2 separate regions of the Callithrix jacchus genome follow, and region 2 is linked to region 1. Evidence: chromatin contacts called from public Hi-C data. All regions are on one chromosome and are shown on one strand. The core of a region is the stretch at or near the end of the contact, and the rest is flanking DNA. Distances in the headings are between cores, read along the strand shown.

Evidence for each region. A called contact is a pair of places that touch in the nucleus more often than the background predicts.
Region 2: a Hi-C map of skeletal muscle shows a contact between it and region 1, with 2.7 times the contacts expected there. The contact joins the promoter of CYTH3 here to the enhancer-like site in region 1. A contact is called at or near these places in 2 of 3 Hi-C or Micro-C datasets (induced pluripotent stem cells and skeletal muscle).

The regions. Positions count from the first base shown.
Region 1 is chr2:15,900,811-15,905,610 of calJac240_pri, forward strand. It overlaps CYTH3 (cytohesin 3), which reads right to left. Exons shown (of 15, transcript XM_078357624.1): 6 at 3,985-4,034. Among named protein-coding and RNA genes, the nearest start is that of CYTH3, 93 kb to the right of the region's middle. Within about 2 kb of position 2,916, at least 1 of the 16 cell types and tissues checked has an H3K27ac peak or open chromatin away from gene starts, as enhancers often do. A contact at or near this core is called in skeletal muscle, where this site is marked.
Region 2 is chr2:15,994,287-15,999,086 of calJac240_pri, forward strand. CYTH3 (cytohesin 3) reads right to left here and starts at 2,271. Exons shown (of 15, transcript XM_078357624.1): 1 at 2,113-2,271.

The DNA of each region.
Region 1 (4,800 bases), core at 1,666-4,165:
ATTTGACATGGAGCCTTAAAATACTAATATACTAGGTAAATACTCATAAAAGAAAGTAAGTGTTCTAACATTAGAAAATGTTAGTATTTTTAAATGCCATTTAGAAAGTTAAACAGCAAAAATGGGGGCGGTGGCACCATTTGATCCACTATACCTACTGTTCATCTTTTTCCGTTTCTCTTCTACGTGATTACGTGATAGACCCCTGCTAGGTGTGGGTAGCAGTCGGAAGACAGCTGGATTTTATTTTTTTTAACTTAATATCCAAGTGTCTGTCTTGTCATTAATTTAGCCCAGTCAAATCTGTGGCAAGCACTGACTGGTTAGGACTTACTCCTGAGCCCTTATTTGGTGCTTTCTATGTCACATGCCTTTCCAGGCTTGTGATGAACTGAACTTTCATTCGATTTTTCTTTTTTTTTTTTTTTGGAGACGGAGTTTCGCTCTTGTTACCCAGGCTGGAGTGCAATGGCACAATCTCAGCTCACCGCAACCTCCACCTCCTGGGTTCAGGCAATTCTCCTGCCTCAGCCTCCTGAGTAGCTGGGATTACAGGCACGCACCACCGTGCCCAGCTAAGTTTTTGTATTTTTAGTAGAGATGGGGTTTCACCATGTTGACCAGGATGGTCTCGATCTCTTGACCTCGTGATCCACCCGCCTCAGCCTCCCAAAGTGCTGGGATTACAGGCTTGAGCCACCATGCTCAGCCCTCAATTTTTCTTAATAATTTAAAAATCCTATTTTATTTCTCCTTAGTGATTACTCCTAAAATGTTGACAAGTATTTAAACTTATTTTATCTATCACCATCTAGAAGACCTTAGCTATTATTTCCCTCCTTCCTTTCCCTTTGTTACTTATATACTGACATAAATCTGGACTTTAAAAAAACATCTTTTATCAAGAAAGAGATGTTCGGTAAAAAAATTTTTAAAAAACACCTTTTAAACAATCAGTTTCTCACTTTAACATATAAAGTTTTGCTTGTTTCCTTGCATGTCTTTCCTTTTTGATCCTGTATAATCGTTTCTTGTCTTGAGGTATCATTCTCCAACTACACAATTCCTAGAAATCAGAGAAGTCCTTCTGTGTCTGAACATGTCTTTACTCACCTTCTCTCATGAGTGATAGGACAGACAGAATTCTGGGTTTTAAGTCACTTTTCCTCAGCACTGCTTCACTGCCATCTTTGATCCAGTGTTCCCTGATAAGCTCGCTATGCTCATTTCTTCTTAGGTAAGCTGATCTTTCCTTACTGGAAATTTAATGAATTTCTCTATCCATGAGTTTTACAATATTTTATTTGAAACATCTATGTGTAGAAGCCTTTTAAATTTTTATCCAGCTTGGCATGTGGTGGGGCCTTTGAATCTAAAGATTTTTCTTAGTTCTAAAATATTCCAAGATTTCTTTGAGATATTTCCTCTCCTCCATTTTTCATTCTCTCCTTCTGAGACTTCTATTAGATGAAATTTGGGCTGCTGGACCCATCTTGTATGTTTTCTTGTAGTTCTGCGCAAATCTGGATAAAGAATTCTTAAACTCTCTTTTAGCACACATCCACTCTTCAGCCACATCTTCTCCATGTGCTCAAGAGATTACGTGATAGACCTACTTTTCATTTCCAAGGTTCTTTTTCACAACCCCTAATTTTTGTATTATGGATAAGAAATGTCCTATCGTATCTCTTTGATGATATTTATAATGTACACAAATATCCTACTTTAAAAAGTTTCCTTTATTATTTCTTTTTTGCTTTTGTTTTGTTTTTTGAGATAGAGTCTCACTCTTATCGTTCAATGCTAAGAATACAATGGTGCAATCTTGGCTCACTACAACCTCCACCTCCTGGGTTCAAGCAATTATCCCGCCTTAGCCTCCTGAGTAGCTGGGATTACAGGCACCCACAACCACAACATGCTAGTTTTTTAGTATTTTTTAGTAGAAATGGGGTTTCACCCTGTTAGCCAGGCTAGTCTCAAACTACTGACCTCAGGCGATCCACCCACCTCAACCTCCGAAAGTGCTAAGTACAGGCATGAGCCACTGGCCTGCTTCTTCTTTTTTAAGAGACAAGGTCTCGTTCTGTTCACCAGGCTAGAGTGCAGTGGTGTAATCACAGCTCACTGCAGCCTCAAACTCCTGGGCTCAAGCAATCCTCCTGCCTCAGCCTTCCAGTAGCTGGACTACAGGCACATTTCACCACATCCAGCTTGAAAAAGGCTTTTTTTTTTTTTTGTAAGAGACAAAGTCTTACTGTCACTCAGGCTGGAATGTAGTGGTGCAATCATAGTTCATTATAGCCTCAAACTCCTGGGCTCAAGTGATCCTCCCACCTTAGCTTATCAAGTAGCTGGGACTACAGGTACATACAACCATGCCTGGCTGAATTTTTTAAAAACTGGGGACCTCACTATGTTGCCCAGGCTGGTTTTGAACTCCTGAGCTCAAGCAATCCTCCCTGCAAGGCGTCAGGATTACAGGCATGAGCCACCCTCCATGCCTCTGTTGTTTCTATTAGATCTGTTTCCTCCAGCCTTAGTTCTGTTTGTCCAGTTTCATGTCTCTTTCATGGTATAGGTTTCCTCAAACATTTGGTGATGCTTGGTAGGTGTTTGTCTTTGTATTTAAGGGTCCCTGTTTGTCTAACAGAATGCTGCCTGCTTCTGGTTTTCACTGCAGCAACCTCCAGTGATCTGGCAGAGGAGCAGGTCTGGCAGCGGATGGCTAGTCTCTGGAAGTTGATATTTCTCCTTCTTGGTCCTGCCACTCACCAAGAACGCTGCCTGTTTTGACGGACTAAGGGCTCCCTCTTGCTATTCCCAGCTGGAGACACAATCGCTGCTAGGCACAAGATCACGAAAGGGTGACCAGTCTCAGTCCCTCCTACAGTCCTATTCCCTGAACGTACCTCCTTTGTGCTCAGGGAACCCTGATGTTGCTCTCACCACCCATGGCAGTTCTTTCTTGTGTGTGCTGTGGGCACTGCTTCCTTCTTCAATTGATCCCATTTATCTTCCTTCAGGGATTCCTCAATTTCTAGTCCACTGAGTGAACCCCTGCTTGTCATATAGATTTATATATTTTATTTAAGGCATTTCTAGGAAATCAGCAATAAAAAAGAGTCTGCAGAGCATTTTCAGCTTCCTTGATCGAATCAAACCTTCCATTTTACTCATTTATAAACTCAAGTGCTACTTCTAGAAATGATGCACCTGAAAGAAACCAAAGCTCCTTGTTTAAAGTGTTATCACTCTGAGACTTAGAAAACATCATCTTAGCCTGAAGGAATTTATTTACTCTGACAATGCCTTGTTTCACAATGTTACATGTTTAGTAGGGGTATGGGGAGGTAGATATAATTTTAAGTTTTGTCTGAAGGATGTGAGATCATCCACTGCAGCCAAGAAAAGAATGTCTGTGTCCCCCCACAATCCGTATGTTGAAACCCAAACTGCCATTGTGATGTTATCTGGGGATGGGGTCTTTTGGAAGTAATCAGGGTGACCAGGTACAGTGGCTCACCTCTGTAATCCCACCACTTTGGGAGGCCAAGGCAGGCAGATCACGACGTCAGGAGTTGAAAATCAAGCCTGGTCAACAAAGTGAAACCCCATCGCTACTAAAAATACAAAAAAAATAGCCAGGTGTGGTGGTGGGTGCCTATAATCCCAGCTACTCGGGAGGCTGAGGCAGGAGAATCACTTGAATCTTGGAGTCAGAGGTTGCAGTGAGCCGAGATTGTGCCACTGCACTCCAGCCTGGGAGACAGTGCGAGACTCTGTCTCCAAAAAAAAAAAAAAAAAAAAAAAAAGGAAGTAATTAGGGTTACATGAGGTGAGGTCTTGGCAGGGGTCCTGGTCTGATGGGATTTGTGCCCTTATAAGAACACCACTCTAGAGTTAGCAAGCTTTCTCTACTCCCCAACATGTGAGGACACAACAAGAACGTGGCTGTTAGCAGGCCAGGAAGAGAGCCCTCACCTGAAGCCAACCATGCTGGCACTCTCATCTCAAACTTCCAGTCTCCAGAACTGTAAGAAAATACATTTCCATTGTTTAAGCACCCCATTTGGGGTACTGTGTTAGGCAAGCTCAAGCAGACTAAGAAAAGTGCTATATCCAACTCTACAAAACCAAGGGACTTTGATAATTTTTCCCAGCAAAAGGCCACATGCAGACTCAATGTACCATCTGCTTTTATCAAGCAGCATAATTATAAATAAGTACAATCAGTAATCAATAGTTTTAAAATCTTTTAGGTGAAGAGGAACAAAAAAATGAAGCCTGGTGAGCAGTCTGCCACAGCCCAGGCAAAGCAGGTTATGCCAAATGTTCCATTATTGGAATGCTAAGCATGTGGGGGTTGTTTATATCCTACTGCCCAAGGTCATCACCAAGGTCTGATTGCAAAAATTCAAAAAATTGCAACCTCAGGCATAATGGGTTAAACACAGACCTCCCTGGCCGTGGCAAGCCAATGCCACAGGAATGACTGATTAGGGCTACATAGAAACCAACCCCAGGAGCTTCTACCCAGTGCAGCAGATAGTAGCAGTCACAGACTGCCTTGGAGTCAGGTTTCCTGCTTAGGACAGTGGCGAGTTCCTTGGCTGTTCTGTGCCTCATTTTCCCCAACTGTGAAAGAGGATTTAAAATGGACCCTCCCTAGCTCATAAGGTTACTGTAGGAACTTAAGTGTATTAACTAAAGTGCTTCCTCATGATGGTTCCTGACAGTGAGTTCTCAACGTGGGCCCTTATTATAAATCTGACATACGATATATATAAAACAGGAAGA
Region 2 (4,800 bases), core at 1,021-3,520, 93 kb after region 1:
AAAAGTTATTTTCCAGCACCTAACATGCTGGCTGGCATTTTACTGGGCAATCAATAAATAAATCTTCATTGTTGAATGTTCTGGTGAGGTGAATTAAATAATACACTTAAAACATTGATGTCTTTTATAAGTTTTTTCAAATTTGAAATACATGCTTATTCCAGAAACTTGGAAAACTTGAAAAAAATAAAATAATCCATAATGTCACCAGTTTTTACATTGTTTAACCCATGATGTATAAAACCGCTTATTTTAATGGTTGTAAAATACTTGAATAAACTTTCCATAATTTACTTCACCATGCCCCTACGGTTGGTATTGCTGTTTTCAATGTTTTGCTATTACAAACAGCATAATACACCATCTTTATACATGAGGTTTTTTTTTATTTTAAGGTTGCTTCCCTGTGATAATAATAACAGCCCAAGGACAGTTTTAAGACTTTTGATACTTAATATCATCCTTTGTTATACTATTCAAGATCTGCAAATTGCTGGAGCACACTAAAGCTTCCTTTTTTTCCTCTTTATCCCTGCTTTTATCTTCAAGTCTACATTTCTTTTCTCAGAGCCCAAAGTACAAAACAAACTGCCAAGCCAGCGAGCTGCCCTGACTCTAATGCCAAACGTCTGCATATTACAGTTGTTTGTCCTTCTTTTCTAACAAGAGAAAACTGCTCTGCCCAAATTATGACAGGCAGGAAACACGACCTCCACCGGGAATCCATTCCTTAGGATCTCGTGGCTCCAGACGGACAACCTGACTGTAGGAGGGTTTGCAACTGGGCTCCTTCGTTCCGCAACGCTCCCTTTTCATAAACACACCCACTCGATGCCACAGTGCTACCCCTAGCTTCAACTATGAGAACTGAACTCGCCAAATGCCATGACGGGTGCCAACTTCCCACCATCCTGGCTGCATCGCGTCTTTCAGCAAAAAGAATCTCCCTCTAAGCAGCACTTGAATTCTAGAAGGCACCTTGATGATGAACCACTTCATCCTGAAGCATTCAATACTGCTGATTCTTACAGGCAGCTGCTGCGGCAGCCTGTAATTAAGATTTCTCTAAACTGCTCCCTTATTACATGAGGTTCTGATGATTCTGATTTCTGTCAGCTCAAAGGAGATCTTTAGCTCAAAAAAAGCCAAAAATGAAAAAAGTCTAGAGAACCTCAACTTCGTCTGTTCCTGTAAAAACATAGGCATTAACCCTTTGCTTTCCAAAGCGAACAGCCACTCCATACAGACAGGCACGTTCTTCTGTTTTTAAAATCTAATTCGCAGCATGACCCAACAGTCATTTGTATTCCACGAAATAATTTCCAACAAACACGATTCCTCCAGTAAGAGGAAACCGAATGTCAGGCACAGACCACCTGGGGCACGTCGGGCACCGACCCGACCCACTTGGGAGCACATCTGGCTCTCCGGTCTCGCCTCGGTGCTGGGTGCAGCTCCTGACCCCCACCCTCCGCTCCATCGAGTTTTTTTGCTCACTCTGTCGCGTCTGCCGTTTCCTAAAACGCCTACCCCCACCTGGACTCCAGCTAGACCCCTCCCCGTTCGAGCAAATCCGGCGACCGTTTCTGACCCAAGCCAAGCAGCCTGTCACGCTTTCCAACCGCTCCCCCTGCCCTCCCCTCCTGTACCCCAGAGGAGCCCCCCATGCCAAACTTTCCCCTCCCGGTTCCCCACCGGCTCAGCCGCTTCCGCCCACCTGAGCTCAAAGGGGGCGTCCGAAACGCCTGGCTCCGGAGGGCGTGGACGCCCTTGGCGACAAGATGCGGGGAAGGTCGCCCCACAAGGTCCCCCGCCCCATAGGAGCGACCCCCGAACCTCCGCCCGAGACTCTGGGGCGACCCCGGCCCGCGGTGGCCCCGGCCTGGTACCGGGACCCTCGCCAGCGCTGGACGGCGACCCCGGCCAGCCGCTTCCCTCGGGCCCCCGAAGTCCCCGTCTCGGCCCCGGCCCGGCGCGCCTCAGGCCTCCAGCAGGCGCCGCCGCCGCCCCAGTCCCAGTCTCCTCAGGCGGACGCCGGGCCGGCGCCGCGCCCGCGACCCCCAGCCCCCGGCCCCAGGCCGCCGGCCAGCCCGCCACACCTCCGACACTCACCGCCCTCGCCGCCGCCGTCTTCATCCATCTTGAGGCCACTCCCGCAGCCGGCAAGCCCCGGGCGGACGGCAGAGGGGCCGCGGGCGGGGGACGCAGCCAGAGGTAGCGTGCGGGCGACCGGGCGGCTCCTCAGCGCGCAGCCCGGGTCGCAGCGGGGCCTCCTCCCGCGGGGCGGGGCCTCGCTGGTCGGCGTGCCGTCACGTGACCGACCCAGGGCGCCCCCCCCCCGGGGGTGGGCGGGGCGTGAGGCCGCACGGCCCCGCCCTCGGGAACCGGCCCGGCCCGGCGGCTTCTGCTGCTGTAGACCCGGCCCCTAGGGCGCCGGCGGACCTGAAGCGCGCGGAGCGAAGCTTCCTAGCCCTCAGCCTTTCAGTAGCCTGCGGACGGGCGTGGGGCCTCGGACACTGGAAACCACATTTTGCAAAACCCAGTGGTCAGGAGTGTAACTTGCACTTGCACTCGGGGTAAAAGATCAAAAAACGAACGCATTCAGAAGTCAGACCTGGCCAGGCTCGGTGGCTCACACCTGTATTCCAGTACTTTGAGAGGTTGAAATGGAAGGATTGCTGGAGACCAGAAGTTCGAGACCAGCTCCTGTAACATAGGGAGACCCTGTCTCTACAAAAAACATATTTAATTACCCGTGCATGGTGGCGCGTGACTGTAGTTCCAGCTACTGGGGAGGCTGAGGTGGGAGGTCAGGTCACTTGAGCCCAGCAGGTCGAGGCTGCAGTGAGTTATTGCACCACTGCACTCCAGCCTGGGTGATAGAGTGAGACTGTCTCAAAAAAAAAAAAAAAAAAAAAAAAAAAAAAAAAAAGGAAGAAAAAGGTCAGGCCTTCTCCTTCCTAAGATAGGCATGTCAGAATAATTCCAGCCTTTCAGCTGTCTCATATATAATAGAGGCTCTCCTTCCCTGACGGTGAGTGCATTTTTAAATTAACAAAATGCAGAGCTTCTAAATGAATGCTGTCGTGAGGCTGGATCGGCATCCCAATCCAACACACCTGGGGCTCAGCCCTCAAAGGGCATTGTAGGGGTTGGCCAATCTGGCGGCAGATGCCCTTGGAGTTTAGCGCCAGTATCCCTTGGAGAGCTGCCAGCTGCCCTGAATTTATGATGCAGAAGGAGCTCTGAATTCAATTTCCCTTGGGCAAAGCAAGGGTCCTCAGCGCAAGCCTCCTGGGCACAAGGCCTCGGCTGGCCCCTGCTCCACATCGATGGATCTCTTCTCTCATTCCCCATATCTTGCTTCCAGTAACTCCTGAAGCATTGCTTGTGGCCTCTCCCAAGCCTTTCTGCTGGAACTAAATTGCATTACAGAAAAGCAAACATTGTAATGGAGGAGATAGTTCATCTCTAATATAATTTTCCAGCAACTGTTTTATATTTATAAGCTGTCCATTGAACCAAAGGATCCTTCCGTTGTCATCTATCAAAGTGGAATAGCTGTCACCTTTTGGTTCAAGGTTGCGAGATGATTTCAGAGTTAAATCTCCTAATAACCTCAAGAATTAAAAACCAAGCATTCTGGTGCAACCAAAGCCACGAGGGACACTTTCTTTTTTTTTTAAAGACAGGGTCTCACTCTGTTGCCCAGTCTGTAGTGCAGTGGCCCAAATGATCCTCACACTTCAGCCTCCCAAATAGCTGGTACAGGCTACCAGGTGTCCACTAATTTTTGTATTCTTTTATAGAGAAACAACCTTGCCATGTTGCCCAGGCTGGTCTCAAACTTCTGGACTCAAGCGATCCTCCTACCTTTGCCTCCCAAAATGCTGGGATTACTGTCGTGAGCCACTGCACCCAGCTGAGGGACACTTCTGCATGCAAAGATATTTACAGCTTGAGTGACAAAGAGGCACCAGAAAAGGGGTCTAGGGGTCAGGAGATGTAGGGTTCAACTCCCAACCCCCAGACTTGGCTTCCTGATCTTGTTCCCGTCAGCTTTGTTATCTTGGAGATAAGAGCATAGTTACTGAGAAAAAAGGACACCACTACTTTGAACTTGATAATTAGATAGTGGAGCTTTGAACTCAAAGATACTATCAATTATAAATGCTTTTTCATGTCAATTCTTTAGATGTCTTCGAATGTGATCCACAGGTGCTTCTCTCAGAGTTTTTTTTCTTTTCTTTGAGACAGAGTCTCTCTCTGTGCAGTGGCATGATCTCGGCTCACTTGAACACCTCCTGGGTTCAAGCGATTCTCCTGCCTCAGCCTCCCAAGTAACTAGGACTACAGGTGCACGCCACCATGCCCAGCTAATTTTTTGCATTTTTAGTAGAGACTGGGTTTCACCATGTTAGCCAGGATGGTCTCGATCTCCTGACCTGGTGATCTGCCTGCCTTGGGCTCCCAAAATGCTGGGATTACAGGTATTAGCCACCGTGCCCAGCCTTTCTCAGAGTTTTAATCTGAAAGTGGCCTCTCTGATCTCCATCTAATCTAATTTTCATCAGACTAAAGCACAGCCCAGCTACATAAGCAGAATATTATATTATACCCATGGGTTAGCCTGGGCCTGCGTTTCAACAAATTCTGCAAAAACACTGTGAGGATAAAATCTTTGGGTGTCATTTCTGCGCTTTAATGGAGAAACTGGAAGACTTCAAAATCTTCACAAGTCAAAAGAAGTAATATCTAAGGGGAAAATTAGATATTTTCAAAAAGAAGTGCTTTTCAGGA